Linked DNA regions of Bombyx mori: region 1 is linked to region 2. The links are chromatin contacts, called in public Hi-C maps. All regions are on one chromosome and are shown on one strand. The core of a region is the stretch at or near the end of the contact, and the rest is flanking DNA. Distances in the headings are between cores, read along the strand shown. Region 1 overlaps LOC101735722 (segmentation protein cap'n'collar). Region 2 overlaps LOC101735722 (segmentation protein cap'n'collar).

Region 1 (4,656 bases), core at 66-2,565, 65 kb after region 2:
ACCCTTCAAACCGAAACGCATTACTGCTTCACGACAGAAATAGGCGGGGCGGTGGTGCCTATCCGTGCGGACTCACAAGAGGTCCTACCACCAGTTTTTTGTATTGGTGGTAGGACCTCTAGACCTTTAGGTGGTAGACTGGCTTATGACAGCGCTAACAATGACTCTGCCTTGACGAGGGAAAGTGTGGTAGAAAGATGGTCCTACTCTTATTGTTAGCAAAGGATCATCCATGCTACCCGACGGGGACCGGGGTACCCGGGGACGACGTCCCCCACCCCTAGTATTGAGTGGTAGCCCGAGCCCATAGACATCTACGACGTAAATGCCACCACCCACCTCGAGACGGAAGCTCTAAGGTCACATTTTACAGTACACCATTAGGTCCACCCTTCAAAGTCAGGCACATGAGCCCTTTGCAGAAATACAAAAAAAAAGTTTTTTTTTTCTTTGATTCCCAGTAGGGGCAACTGCTCCCATAGAAGGGGGGTACAAAGTTGAGAGTACTCATCCCTCGCAACAGCAGGATGGAGTTTATTATCAGGTAACGAGAATATAATTATAATTATATATATGTATAGACTAGCTGACCCGGCAAACGTTGTTTTGCGACATAAATTATTTCTAGGAAAGATAAATAACCTAGATATCGACTGCAGCGCCGTCTGACGGCTGATCTTTAAATCTAAACCATTCTCGAATCCACCTGAAGGTACACAGAAAATTTCATTCAAATTTACAATAAAATAATTTTTTCTTGCACTTTTTTCAATTCAAATTTATTATTATTTATTTTCTATTTTCTAATTGGATTTTCTATAAAAGCGTATTTTGTTAGTTTTTTTTAAACTATTATTTATATTTAATTTTTTAGTTGAATTTAAATTTTTTCAATATTGAATTGTCATCGATCTCTAATAAGTATACCAAATTTCGAGTTAATCCGACGTTTTTAAGGGGCTCAAAATCATGCTCCAAGATTCCGTTACATACTACTAACATACATACGTCTCAAGCTAATAAAAGCGTATTAAAAAACACAATCGAGTGCCTCTTTTTTTTTAAATCGGTCCAGAAAAATATCCGCAAAATTCGTAAATAGATGACGGTCCTTATTGGTGTCAGCAGGAGGATCAGATGGGGTCATGGGGGGATCCGCTGCGAGAGAAACCCTGATAACTTCGCTTGGTTTCAGAACACGCCCGCCGAGATGCCGGGGCCAGTCAACCAGGACGGCTTCCTCCAGTCGATCCTCAACGACGAGGACCTGCAGCTGATGGATATGGCGATGAACGAAGGTCAGGCAACTTGCACTTTTATTGCTTATTGCATAGATGGTTGGACGAGCTCACAGCCCACCTGGTGTTAAGTGGTTACTGGAGCCCATAGACATCTACGACGTAAACGCGCCACCCACCTTGAGGTATAAGTTCTCAGTATAGTTACAACGGCTGCCCCGCCCTTCAAACCGAAACGCATTACTGCTTCACGGCAGAAATAGGCAGGGCGGTGGTACCTACCCGTGCGGACTCACAAGAGTTTCTACTATCAGTATAGATACAATGTTTGCCCGATGCGAGAATCGAACTAACGACCCACGACGCGTCAACAGTTAAACCATTAACTAATGCACCACCGTATCAATCATAGTGAATTAGATTTTAAAAATCCAAAATCAACTTTCTTGGCGCTGATGAAGAATTAATTTTTTAGACTGAATGCGCCATCTAGCACAAAAGACCAGAAACGTGTCTCACGTTTTAGGTTGGCGACGTATAGATGGCGCCAATATATAAAATACAATATCGATTCGGGCTTCCACTATTTGGTCACAGATGGCGCTGTCGTCAAAATGTCAACAGCGAACGGTTTCAATAACTTTATTAATTTGTATGTATCTTTTTGGTTTAATACGGTTAGTGTTTTTTTTATGTTAATTTTGTTGGACTCGTCTGATGTTACAAAAAGATATATGAATGTGATTAAATCTACATTTTTTTTTTCTCTGATTAGTAGTTACACCGCACCGAAAGTTTTACGCGGCAAAATTGAAAACGTTCCGAACGCCATTTTGGCACGATACGTTAAATATTGTAGGAAATTATTTTCATCTATTTTACAGAAATTCCTTAATGATTTTTGAAGAAAAATAAATTTGTACCTTATAAAAGGCTTTAATTTAAAAAAAAAGACGTGTGGCACTCGGGGACTGCCGCGGTAAAGCTATTGCAAAGCATTTTTATCAACTTATGCAATTACAATTAGACAATAATAATTTAATATTAAAACAATAATAAAAATAAGACCACGCTATATTTATAAACATTAACAAAAGCAAAACATTAACTGTCCCCTTCACACTCATAAGCTAGACCGCGCGAGAGAGAGATGGGCAGACTTTTCATGATGCTCATGCAGTGCGACGTCACGCCGCGCGCTTATTCACAAACACTACACCAGCGCAACGTGTGAATTTGTTGATCGCGACCTACATAGTAGGCGTAGTGGGGGTGTCAGGTTATTTACGTTACGGAATTTCTCGATTCAGTCGCCGCGCTCAAGGCCCGCGATAGAAGCTATAGCTTAAAAATCAACGCTAAATTATTCATAGCGAAATAAAATTTAAATGATTAATTATAAATGTTACTATTAACTCATTAAAAACGTTATACGCTCTAAGACACCTTCTCGCCTGATCTCCTCAGGCGCTTTCCGATCCGGTGGTAGATTCTGCTCTTGCTAGGGTCAGTTTTAGCACCACTCCGGTTTGAGCCCCGTGAGCTCACCTTCACACGTTAGGGTGAAGGTGAAATAGCCTCTCAAGGCTATCAGCATAGAGAGAAATAAAGAAACGTCCGTACAGGTTGATACTTAATACCTCTAATCGAACTGGGCAATAGTCAGTATTCCGACGCTCCGCATTTTAGTGGCATCAATAGGGAGTCGATTTATCGACGCTTCGGAATTTCTTTACGACACTATCGAATGTTCTGTGCGTAGGTAATGACAATGAAAAAAATAAATTATTTTATTTATTAATCTCGATAATTCGACCCCGGAAACATTAAAGTCGATTGTGTTTTACGCTGAATTCTTTTAGATAAGGGTCCGCTTTTTTTCGTTTTTATCTTGTACCAAAAGATAAATTAAATTCAAAATTGCACATTGATTTTTTAATCCTTTTTAATTATAATGATATTATTATCGTCGGGCCTTGATACATCGTTTTTTTATTTATTTTACATTTGTTTATTAGACTATGTAGCTAGCTCACGGCCCGCCTCGCATTAAGCGGTTACCAGTATCCATAGACTTATGCCGCCTTCCGACTTGACACATTATATCTAAGTCACAATTATTATTTGGTACTAGCTGACCCGGCAGACTTCGTAGTGCCTCAATCGATAAATAAAAGACCTAAACTTTTGTATAAAATAAACATAAAACAAACAAAAGGAATCCGTCCGACGGGGGACACATCAAAGGGAAAACAAAATTGTTATTTTTATTTCATTCCGTGCATTTTGATATTTATCTACCTTTTAAACCTTCTCTGGACTTCCAGAAATAATTCAACACCAAAATTAGCCAAATCGGTCCAGCCGTTCTCGAGTTTTAGCGAGACTAACGAACAGCAATTCATTTTTATATTATAGATAATTTATATGGAGGGGTGAAAGGGTATTTGGTTTAAGTGACTTTTTGTAACTCACTTACTTACTTTACTTTTTGTAACTGACATGTCCTTCTTCAAACGAGACTTGTGGAGAGTATTAAGCGGTAGGCAGCAGCTTGGCTCTGCCCCTGGCATTGCTGAAGTCCATGGGCAACGGTAACCACTCATCATCAGGTGGCTCGTCTGCCTAAAAGGACAATAAAAAAAAACTTACAGGAGAGCCGAAACATCGAACTGTTGACGCTGATACCGAATAAAACGAACCTTTAATTACAAAGATAAATTGCGCTTAAAATAAATAGTTTTTCATCCCTCAATATATATTTATAATAGTACTAGCGACCCGCCCTCGCTTCGCTTCGGAAACATTCAAACACACATGAAACCAAAAAAATAAAATATATTTTTTTTTAAAAAAAGTAGCCTATGTTCATCAGGGACAATGTCGGCTTCTAATGGAAAAAGAATTTTTCAAATCGGTCCAGTAGTTTCGGAGCCTATTCGAAACAAACAAACAAACAAATCTTTCCTCTTTATAATATTAGTATAGATTGCTGTATACATGTAAAGAAAGTTATTCCTTTCTTTAATTTGAATTATGTCACGCATGCGCTGTCGACATGTGCCGGAACGTCCGCGCATGTGCTGTAAACTCGAGAAGCCTTGACAGATAAACAATATGTCATTGTGTAAAATTTTATAAAAAATTATTTCTATTTAGATAGTTACAAGATTATAAAATAAACTTTAAATGTCGTTTCTTTGTTCTTTCGGAGCAACACATTGAAGTTTTATTTTAATAAACATATAATACATATAAATAAAACAACATACCTAATAATAAAATTATATACATAAAAATACTTAATAGTTCTAGAATGCGCGTTCTATAAACATCAAATTTTTTTAATTCGAACGCCAGATGATTAAAAAAGAATTAGAATCTTTCTAAAATCGAAGACTAAATAAAGAATGCAAAT
Region 2 (4,801 bases), core at 1,187-3,686:
CAGGACGTGGACATGGGATTCTCGCTCGAAGATCCAATACAGCCGGTTAGTACTTATCAGCACTGATGCCACTGCATTAACCTGGTCATTGGAGATTGTGTTCATTGGAGTTTCTCGCCGGATCTCCTCAGTGGGTCACGTTTCCGATCCGGTGGTAGATTCTGCGAAGCATGGTTCTTGCTAGCTCTACTAGCTCGCTGAATCTAGAATAACCCTTCGATGTTACTAGAATAGGTACGAAAAAAAAGGGGAATTTTACTCTTCGTGTTAAGCTGGAACCGTGTTGTAAAATACCGCGTTATATGATGGTTATATCGAAGTGTGATCTTTAAAAATGTTACACAAAATTACTGCTACATCCAAGGCACTTATCTCTTTAATATTTACCTGAACTTTTAGGAAGGTCCGCAAGCCACGAAGGTATTGGGGGAGGAAATCGACAAGGAACTGCTGAAGGCCAAAGATAGGATCCAGAAGAACTATGAAGATGAAGAGCTGAAGAAGGTTGAGATAGAGAAGGTCAAGGCTTCGTTGTTGGATCCCGAAGTCAAAGAGGTGAGTTTTTTTTCCGGCTGCATGCACGAGAAAACATGACTCAGGCGACGTTACCTCGCTCTGAGGCGTTCCATTTAAGGCTTGACGTACAAGCGAGAGCGCGCAACGAGCGACAAAGAGGCACAATCGGCCTCCGCGTTCGGCAGCGTTCGACATCTGTCTCTCTCCTACTTGAGTGAGCGATGCATCCGCGTGGACAGCTGCTATACAATAATACATTTACATATATATCTATCAAACAAATAAAATTAAAATTTTCTTTTGAAAAATGAAACCATTCCATCAGTATTTTCTTATGACTTTGTCACGTTCAACTATCGTCAGTAAACCGACTTTACAGACAACCAATTTTTTTATTGCTTAGGTGGGTGAACGAGCTCAAAGACCACCTGGTGTTAAGTGGTTACTGGAGCGCATAGACATTTACGACGTAAATGCGCCACCCACCTTGAGATATCAGTTCTAAGGTCTCAAGTATAGTTACAGCGGCTGCGCCGCCCTTCAGACCGAAACGCGTTACTGCTTCACGGCAGAAATAGGCGGGGTGGTGGTACCTAGCCGCGCGGACTCACAAGAGGTCCTAGTAAGTTGAGCGGTTCGTTAACGCGAGCTAAACTGTGGTGCGGGGTAGGGCCTTCAGGAGCGTCAGCCACAGTACTCTAAATCAGCCTTTCCCAAAGTGGGCGATAACGCCCTCTTCTGGGCGCTGCAGGCCTAAAGGAGGGCGGTAAGAGACCCAGAAAAAAAAGGAGGCGTTGTGTAGAGGCTTGGGAGGCGATTTGTAATTTCATCTAGGAGGGCTCTTAGAAACCGACTGAGTTCTCGCTATAGTGTTTTTTGAAGTAGGTGAAAAAATGGGAGCGCTAAAAAATTGTTTATTCTCAAAGTGGGCAGTAGAAAAACTAAGTTTGAGAGCCCCTGCTCTAAATGGACTTGTTCCATTGTGACCGCGCGTATACTAGGTCACACTAGGGTAATACGGGTGATACTTGATCTACAAAGACTCTTTTAAGTAAAAATCGCGTCGTTCGATACAAGCATAACGAAGACCAGATCTGATATCGCCTATTATTTTCTCCGTAGGATGATCCCTGGGCTGGCCTATCCTACACCGTCGACACGGAAACCGGTGAGTGATTTATTTGTATTGAATTGAAAATGTATGTTGATGTGGTTATTTTGTATTCATTTTTTTTCCTACCTATGCTGATAGCCTTGTGAGGCTATATCAGCTTCTCCTTGACGTGTAGGTGAGCTCACGGGGCTCAAACCGGGTGTATTGCTAACACTGGCCTTAGCAAGAGCAGTGCTTCGCAGAATCTACGACCGGATTGGAAACGCGACCCACTGAGAAGATCCGGCGAGAAACTCAGTGGGCTGTGTCTATGGGTTCGGTTCGTTGTCATGTGTGATGATGAGTATTAGGTGAATGTGGATATTACTCGAGCATTTGTTCTGACTTCGACTTAACTCGTAGGCGAGCTCACGGGGCTTAGCCTGAGTGAATTTGCCGATACTAGCCTTAGCAAGAGCAGTGCTTCGCTGAATCTACTACTGGATTTGAATCACTGAGAAGATCCGGCGAGAAACTCAGTGGGCTTAGTCTGTTGTTTATTATTTAGCTGAACAAACTGCCCTTCTGTTATATGAAGTGGTAACAGGAGCCCGTAGACATTAGCAACGTAAATGCCTAATAGGCAGAACGGTGGTATCAACCCGAGCGGTCTCTAAATACCCCCTTCCACTCTTCACGACATGAGCCTTAAGTTTAAATTATCACAAGCTAAAACCAGTTTCGTTATATAAATATGTCATACACGGAAACCTCCCCGATTCTCCCCCAACGGTATTAAATAAGGGTTCGGTGCCAGGGGCATTGATAGCGCCAATAAATAAGGGTTCGGTTTATCAGCCTTATGTGTTACAGAGGGGTGGATTCACATGAGGGGCGCTTTCAAGTGGCAAATTTATGTTCCGATATTTTTGTTGCGCTTTTGTGGGTTTTTTTATATGATTGAAAAAGCACTGGTGGCCTGGAGGCCTTCCCTGATTCGGTAGGACGTGTAGGCGAGCAAAAGCTCAGGCAGGAGGGGTGGGATTAGCTAACAGCTGCCCGCCTCCGAAAGAGACCTCAAGAGCAGCTGCTTCGCGAATGAATCTACTACCGGATCGAAACCCAGCTGATGCATAGGTTTGGTTGCACGTCGAACTCTTTACCGAGTTCGGTTACCGCCTTTCCTGGGTGCTTTAGGTGTTGTAAGTCTGTAATAGCAACAGTCTCTCCCACTTTATACTGGTGGTAGGACCTCTTGTGAGTCCGCACTTGTAGGTACCACCACCCTGCCTATTTCTGCCGTGAAACAGTAATGCGTTTCGGTTGGAAGGGTGGGGCAGCCGTTGTAACTGTACTTGAGACCTTAGAACTTGTATCTCAAGGTGGGTGGCGCATTTACGTCGTAGATGTCTATGGGCTCTAGTAACCACTTAACACCAGGTAGGCTGTAAGCTCGACCAACTATCTAAGCAATAAATAAATAAATAAGTGGATGCGGTAGATGACTGAGGGAGTCATGGGAGATTGGACAGCCGGTTTCTCTGAGCATTAAACCAGTGCGCTGCGATCATTTCCTAGTGGTAAATGGTAAGTAGTATTGTAAAATCGCTGTGTACTGGCGGCAGTCAATCTGGTTTCGAAGCATTGGTGCAGTCGTGGTTCGTGCAGTCAGACTTAGACTCCTGTCTCGTGCTGAGTCGTGGCATGCACCTTGATGACTTCAGCTGCCACTTGAAGCTTTTTTTTTTATGGCTTAGATGGGTGGACGAGCTCACAGCCCACCTGGTGTTAAGTGGTTACTGGAGCCCATAGACATCTGGCTGAATCATTAGCTAGTACACGATACAAATACGGTTAGACGGAATGACGCGAATGATGGGAAGCCCGGTGAAGCGCGAGGGGTTTAAGTACGGAATCATATCTCCTACTCTACCTCACCAAAACCAAAAGAACCATCAAATTATAGTTTCACCTCGTACGATACTTTCGATGGCTTACCGTCGGACGGTCCGCGAGCCACTAAGCAGCAGCCTAAAGCATGTTCTTAAAAAACAAAAGACCGTATATTTTTAAGGGTATGTTGGAGCCAAAGTTGCTTCGTCATCTTCATAATGGTGCGCCCGAGGGGGGCAGGCAGAGACGCCCCCGGGGAATCGAAACAAACGTTCGGCTGCATTTGAAGTCCAAATTGTAACGGACGCACAGACATTAATATTAAAATTCGATTATTTCTTAGTAAAAAAATTTTCTCTCTTAGAATACGTTTTTATGTTCCGTTTTGTGACTGATGTGTGAACGAAGCCTCATAAAAAAAAATATTGCCCTAGTAGGCAAACGAGCGTACGGCCCACCTGATGGTGAGTGGTTAACGTCGCCCATGGACTTCAGCAATGCTAGGGGCAGAGACAAGCTGCTGCAAATTGCCGCGATAATTCCTACGTTCGCAGCTAAATATTTCTTGATTCGCCAATCTAATCGGTACATACACATTGATAATAAGGATTCCAATATGTAGGGCTTCAAATTATTATTATTATTATTTTTATTGCCTTTGTAGGCAGACGAGCGTACGGCCCACCTGATGGTAAGTGGTTACCGTCGCCCATGGACTTCAGCAATTCCAGGAGCAGAGCCAAGCCGCTGCCTACTGCTTAATACTCTCCACAAGCCTCGTTTGAAGAAGGACATGTCATAGCGTTCGGGAAGCACCGAATATCTTTGTCAACGCGTCGTCAAATGAATTAATAACAAAGTAAAATAGACCTTATTACAACTGTTTCTGAAGTATGTTTTTATATTGTCACGTACGGAACGTATCGCCTATAATCCCATATATGTAAATGACCATTCCACATTCACGTGTTTCTGTATTCGCGGCGTATTTACGGAACATATAACCAAGCGAATAAGCAGCTTTTATTATATTTTAGAGAGAGAGAGAGAGATAGAGAATATATTTACTTTATTGCAAATCAAAACACAATTAACATTAGAAAACAGTCAACAAGCAAATACTTAATGGTGGTGGGACCTCTTGTGAGTCCGCGCGGTTGGGTGCCACCACCCTGCCTATTTCTGCCGTGAAGCAGTAATGCGTTTCGGTTTGAAGGGTGGGGCAGCCGTTGTAACTATACTTGAGACCTTAGAACTTATATCTCAAGGTGGGTGGCGCATTTACGTTGTGGATATCTA

Evidence for each region. Hi-C and Micro-C count contacts between places; a contact is called where the count stands out from the background.
Region 1: a contact with region 2 is called in a Hi-C map of middle silk gland, with 1.6 times the contacts expected there. The contact joins two enhancer-like sites. A contact is called at or near these places in 2 of 7 Hi-C or Micro-C datasets (middle silk gland and whole pupa).

The regions. Positions count from the first base shown.
Region 1 is chr11:1,784,191-1,788,846 of ASM3026992v2, forward strand. It overlaps LOC101735722 (segmentation protein cap'n'collar), which reads left to right. Exons shown (of 22, transcript XM_038014016.2): 10 at 462-544; 11 at 1,196-1,298. Among protein-coding and RNA genes, the nearest start is that of LOC101735854, 50 kb to the right of the region's middle. Within about 2 kb of position 1,316, at least 5 of the 8 cell types and tissues checked have open chromatin away from gene starts, as enhancers often do.
Region 2 is chr11:1,717,700-1,722,500 of ASM3026992v2, forward strand. It overlaps LOC101735722 (segmentation protein cap'n'collar), which reads left to right. Exons shown (of 22, transcript XM_038014016.2): 3 at 1-45; 4 at 400-555; 5 at 1,639-1,684. Among protein-coding and RNA genes, the nearest start is that of Mir3356, 9.5 kb to the right of the region's middle. Within about 2 kb of position 2,437, at least 2 of the 8 cell types and tissues checked have open chromatin away from gene starts, as enhancers often do.